Linked DNA regions of Pan troglodytes: region 1 is linked to region 2. The links are chromatin contacts, called in public capture Hi-C maps. All regions are on one chromosome and are shown on one strand. Each heading gives the region's core, a stretch centred on a gene start, on an enhancer-like site or on the middle of the called end of the contact. The rest is flanking DNA. Distances are from core to core; before and after follow the strand shown.

Region 1 (2,700 bases), core at 5-2,504, 310 kb after region 2:
GCCCGGCTGGAATCACAGTTCCCACTCCGGCACAGGTAAAGATGAGCTCCCAGGATCCAGCAGGGGCTCTGCCCCTGGGGATCTGCCACCAGCCGGCTCTTCCCGGTGGACAGAACTAGGAGGGGCAGGCTGTACCCAGCACATCTCAGAGAGATGGAGGCAAGCTGGGTTCCTGATGATTTCCAGCTAATACATGTCCTTCCTCCTGCATGCAGGCGCCCCGTAACGCTTTGTAACAGACGCCTCTAGACTTCTGTGGGGGTAAAGTGAAGGACCCAAAGTGACACAGGTAGTGTCTGTTCACACGTCCACTTTCAAAGCTAACTACTAGCTGTTCAAATATACTCCATACAGCTTTCAGCAAATCAAAGTGTTTACCTCTCCCACACCAAGGGAAGAAAAGATGCAGACTGCCTTTAAAGCACCTGTCAGCAAGGCGAGGGTTTTAAAGATCAGCCTTGAGAATCAAAGCAGCAGCAGAAGTGTCATTACTCCAGTGCTCTCCCTTCCCGTTCGTGGGTCACACAGAGACAGGCACATCCCCAAAGCTTTGCAAACAGAAGCGCTCCCAAAAGTTGGCTAGAGGGAACACTTCGGCAAAGGGATCATCTTCCCCCTGGCTTGCTGGACTCTCAGAAATGCGTCTGAAAGCCCTTGCCATCCCGTCTTGTGCTGATGACAGCGTGAGCCCGGTTGCACCTTGCTCAGCAACAAGCTGCGAGATCCTCAGCTTCTCACTCATACCCCACCTCGAGCTGCTGACGGCGGCCTGGAGAACCGTGTGTGGCTGTTCCTGGATGACATCTGCTGTCACTAGCCTTCCCAGAACACCCGCTGCCCAGGGTTCCTGCTGCCTTCCCCGGTGGACAGATTCTGCAGGGAAGACTGAGGAAATGGGAGGGGGAGCTCTGCTCTAAAGCAGAAGGCACAGAAGGTGGGGTTTTTGTTTTATAGGGAGACTGCCCAGTGCGCTGCAGAAGGAAAACCAACAACAGGGAGTGCCCAACTCACCCCCTCTGCATGAGCAAATGCAGATGGACACTGGACTGTGCCGACTGACACCGCGACTCACACTCAGTCAGTGGACGAGAGGTAAAAGCAGGCAGGATTATTACAGGAATAAATCTGCACTTCCAAAGAGGCAGCTCCCATGACTGAGTTACAATGCTTGGAGCCCCCGAGGGCAGAGTGGCACCAGCTGGGAGGTTGACACTGCATCACTGCTTCGGATGCCCTCACAGGCTCTGATTCGCTGCCAGGTGCTGGTGAGGCTGGAAGAACTTCCTTCCTTCCTATGTACAATGCAAACAGTGCCGCTTCCAGTGCTAGTGCAGCCTCACGGGAGAGTTGCGGAGAGAGGGAATGCGTTCAGTTCAGCCAGCGGACGGCCAGGGGTAAGCGGCCCCTAGTGGGTCACATGGCCTATGACGTCTGGAGACCGCAGATCTTCACCCTCTGGAGTCTCATTTGCAGAGTCTCATTTGTCGTCCGGTCACTGTGGCCACCTCACCCTCGTCACCACGGGCCTTTCCTGTGCCGTGCTCACTCTGACACTGAGATGCTGCCAGGCAGTTTTTTTTTTTTTTAAATCAGTGGAGTAAGTTCTAAGGGAGCCCCATGTGCTTAAGATAAAAACGTAGCTGGTAAAGTGGAGGCAGAGGCTGCTTCTGTGAGGCTGCATATATCTTACAGGACAAAAAGTTTTGTACTTGAAAACCAAATTCTGGGAAATAGCCCTGCAGGTTTGTGGGAAGCGTCTCCCTCCCTGTCGTGAGTTCCATCTGGGCCCTCCGGGAGAACAGAGACAGGAGAAACACAAGCAAAGCAGACAGGCCCGGAATTGGGAGCCTGAGCTCTGCATATTTTGGAATGGAACCCCTCGAGGGACTAGTCTGGAATAGTAGGCCAAACGGTAGGAAGCTTTGATTACTCTGCTAACTTGGGGGCCCAAGAGTAGGGCTAAAGCATTGTCTTCAGAGAAACAAACAAGGAAATTCAGTAAAAAGGGCCTATTTTAACTTGCAGTTAGCAGGAGAATTTGTCCCCAGATTTTGATCTAGCTTAAAGTCCCTTGATTCCTTCCCCTCTACAAATGGTAATCACGCTTGCCCTAGAGATGCTGACTGACATGGTCTCCCAAAGGAGGGGCCCTTCTGCCATTTATGGGCCCCTAAGTGCACACGTGGGCTTCCATGCGGATGGAATCATTGGTCCCCACCAGGCAACCTGGACTGTGGGAGCTGCCGCCACCATAGGACCCAAGGGCTTCCAGACCAGGAAGAGGCAAACAGCCTGCCTGGGAACACAGCGCTGGAACTTGGGACTTGGGTTCTGAGCGGGGCTGCTCCCTGGGCTGTTGTCATCACTCTTTCCTTTTTTTTTTTTTTTTGAGACAGGGTCTCACTCTGTTTTCCAGGCTAGAGAGCAATAGTGCAATCACACCTTACTGCAGCCTCAGTCTCCTGGGCTCAGGTGATCCTCCCACCTCAGACTCCCGAGTAGCTGGGACCACAGGAGGGCACCACCATACCTGGTTTTAAAACTTTTTGTAGAGATGGGGTCTCACTATGTTGCCCAGGCTGGTTTCAACCTTCTGGGCTCAAGTGATCCTCTCACCTCAGCCTCCCATAGTGCTGGGATTACAGGCATGACCCACACCTAGCCCAATTTAGTGAATTTTAAGAAGCATTTTAAAAAAAT
Region 2 (2,700 bases), core at 49-2,548:
CCATTAGAAATAGAGGCTGAATGATTATTATTATTATTATTATTTTTTTTTTTTTGAGACAGAGTCTCGCTCTGTTGCCAGGGTGGAGTGCAGTGGCTTGATCTCGGCTCACTGCAACCTCCACCTCCCGGGTTCAAGCGATTCTCCTGCCTCAGCCTCCCAAGTAGCTGGGACTACAGGCGTGCGCCACCACACCCAGCTAATTTTTGTATTTTTAGTAGAGACGGGGTTTCACCATGTTGGCCAGGCTGGTCTCAATCCCTTGACCTCATGATCCGCCCGCCTCAGCCTCCCAAAGTGCTGGGAATACAGGCGTGAGCCACCGTGCCCCGCCGAGGCTGAGTAAGTTTGGCTCCCATATTATTATTTTGATTCAAGGAATATTAAATACAATCCAGATTTTTAGCTTCCTTGAAAACAGCAAAAGTTCAGCAACCCAGGACCTGCGTTTCTGCACAACAAGTTTTGGCTATTATCAGCTGGATTTGAGTAAGGTCGAGTTCCCACCACTCACGTGACCTCTGTCCATGCGGTTAGAGCTGTTTCCCTCATACTCACTGACCTTACCTGCAGGGATCCTGCACCTCAATGTGCGCCACAGAAGTCTAGATATACCCACAAACAACAAACGTGACAGCTGTTTTACTGCTCTGGAAGAACAAAAGCAAAACATACCGTGTGGATAAGCAATGCAGGAGGCACAGCCCTTAGAAAGAGCAGCAGCTGCCATAAGTCCAAAAAAACTTGTGGAATTTTTCTCAGTCCCATTTGCAGAAGAGGCTAATGGAGCTTCTTTCAGATACTTCTTTAAACTTTCATAAATAGCAAAGCAGATTATAGTTTCGGAAATTCCAGCATACGAGGCAGTTAATCCTCTATAGAAGCCACGAATGCCTTCGGTCTGGTAAACGTAACGAGCACACTGGAGTGTATTCATCTGCTTAGAGCCCCTCACTCTGCATAAAAGAGACCAACACAGGCTGTTAAGGAGACATATCATGGCGGAACACAGACATCACACAGTAGGATAACAGGTACGGGTCTTCCTTGTGGTGTTAGGATACTTGTTTCCTGGCTCCTAACTCTCATAGCCCTTGTCTTTTGTTATGTGGGGTGTGTGAGGCCGCAGGGGCAGCCTCTGACAGTCCCTTGATCTCCTTGCACCTGCCCCAAGGCCATCCTCTAATGTCCTTACCTTGTTGGTCTTACTCCATGAGAGTCCCCTCCTATCCCCTGGGAGAAGGAATGCTGCTGACAGGAAGCTTCCAGAAAAACCCAAGAGGACAGGGTTCAGGGAGCTTCCAGAGCTGATCGCATGGAGGCTCCTGGAGGGTGGCCCCCGGGGAGGGTATGAAAGCTCCACGCCCCTTACTCTGTACCTGGCCCTACCTGTCTCTTCTTCTGTATCCTTGCGATGTCCTCTATAACAAACCAGTAAATATTAAGTGTTTCCCTGAGTTCTGTGAGCCACTCCAGCACATTAATAGAATCCAAAGAGAGGGTCATGGGAACCCCAACTTGAAGCTGGTCGTTCAGAAGCTCTGGAGGCCCAGACATACAACTGGTGTGTGGGTAAGTGGGTGGGCGGGGGGTGGGCAGTCTTGGGGACTGAGCCCCCAATCTGTGGGGCTGTCTCCTGGTAGACAGTGTCGGAAGTGAACGAGAGGACACCCAGCTGGTGTCCGCTGTTTGGTGTGTGTGGAAAAACCCCCTACACATTTGGTCACAGAAGTCATCTTCTGTGTCAATGACTGTTGTGGTGTGACAGTGGAGGAAAAACATGGTTTGAGGAGAGTTTTTCCCACGTATCTTTGTACTGTTGTCAGCTGACCTCCAGCCCACTGTGAGGCCAGACCAAGTAGCTGGCACACCTGACAGGCCCACAGAACACTAGCTACATCTGTATCAAGAGTCATAGAAACATATTCATAAAAACATTAGCATTTGACCTAATTTTAGAAAGAGCTGCAGGGAGCAGTAAGGCTCATCACAGAGGAACTACAACTGCAAAACAATCAGGACAACAATCTAGATAGCTGACCACGGTATATCTGCTAGATTAAGTCACAAGGCCGTGAGACACAGGGAATGCTTTCAGTGGAAAACAGGACTAAGTTAAAGGTAAAGGATGATCACAAGGGCTGGGCGCAGTGGCTCACACCTGTAATCCCAGCACTTTGGGAGGCCAAGGCGGGAGGACTGCTTGAGGCCAGGAGTTCAAGACCAGCCTGGCCAATGTAGTGAGGCTCTATCTCTACAAAAAAAAAAAAATAATAAGAAAGAAAAATAGGAACATTCCAACCTGTTGGTGAGGCTACTTATTAGATTTCTGATCACACTCGTCTCCAAATAGATTCTATTATTGCTAAATTTATAAAATCATAAAACATCAAAATAAAACAGCAAATGAAAACCATGAGGTTTAGAGGCTCCTACCCCAGGACATAAAGCATTTATGAACTGCCTGGCTGCAAGGCAGGAGTGAGCCACCAGATGAGTGTAGTTAGGTGTGCACTGGTCACACATCACAGACCCCTCCGAGCGGGCGCAGACCTGGGGCCCCTTGGGCTTCAGTCTCAGCTGGGCTCTCTCCCTTCTTTATTATCTCCGCATAGACTGTTCCCGCTCCTTAGCCGCAGTGACCTTTCTAACACAAATCCAACCATGCAACTCCCGTGCTTAAAACCATCCAGAGGCCGG

What was found. Capture Hi-C pulls out chosen DNA fragments and counts their contacts.
Region 1: a capture Hi-C map of stem cell-derived neural stem cells shows a contact between it and region 2, with 4 times the contacts expected there. The contact joins two enhancer-like sites. A contact is called at or near these places in 3 of 7 Hi-C or Micro-C datasets (blood and induced pluripotent stem cells), 1 of 1 datasets of contacts at active chromatin or transcription factors (stem cell-derived excitatory neurons) and 1 of 1 other capture datasets (stem cell-derived neural stem cells).

The regions. Positions count from the first base shown.
Region 1 is chr1:222,731,822-222,734,521 of NHGRI_mPanTro3-v2.0_pri, forward strand. It overlaps H6PD (hexose-6-phosphate dehydrogenase/glucose 1-dehydrogenase), which reads right to left. Exons shown (of 5, transcript XM_003307794.6): 5 at 1-2,700. Among named protein-coding and RNA genes, the nearest start is that of SPSB1, 24 kb to the left of the region's middle. Within about 2 kb of position 1,255, at least 5 of the 24 cell types and tissues checked have an H3K27ac peak or open chromatin away from gene starts, as enhancers often do. A contact at or near this core is called in stem cell-derived neural stem cells, where this site is marked.
Region 2 is chr1:222,419,608-222,422,307 of NHGRI_mPanTro3-v2.0_pri, forward strand. SLC25A33 (solute carrier family 25 member 33) reads right to left here. Exons shown (of 7, transcript XM_009447908.5): 6 at 676-956. Among named protein-coding and RNA genes, the nearest start is that of TMEM201, 9.2 kb to the left of the region's middle. Within about 2 kb of position 1,299, at least 1 of the 24 cell types and tissues checked has an H3K27ac peak or open chromatin away from gene starts, as enhancers often do. A contact at or near this core is called in stem cell-derived neural stem cells, where this site is marked.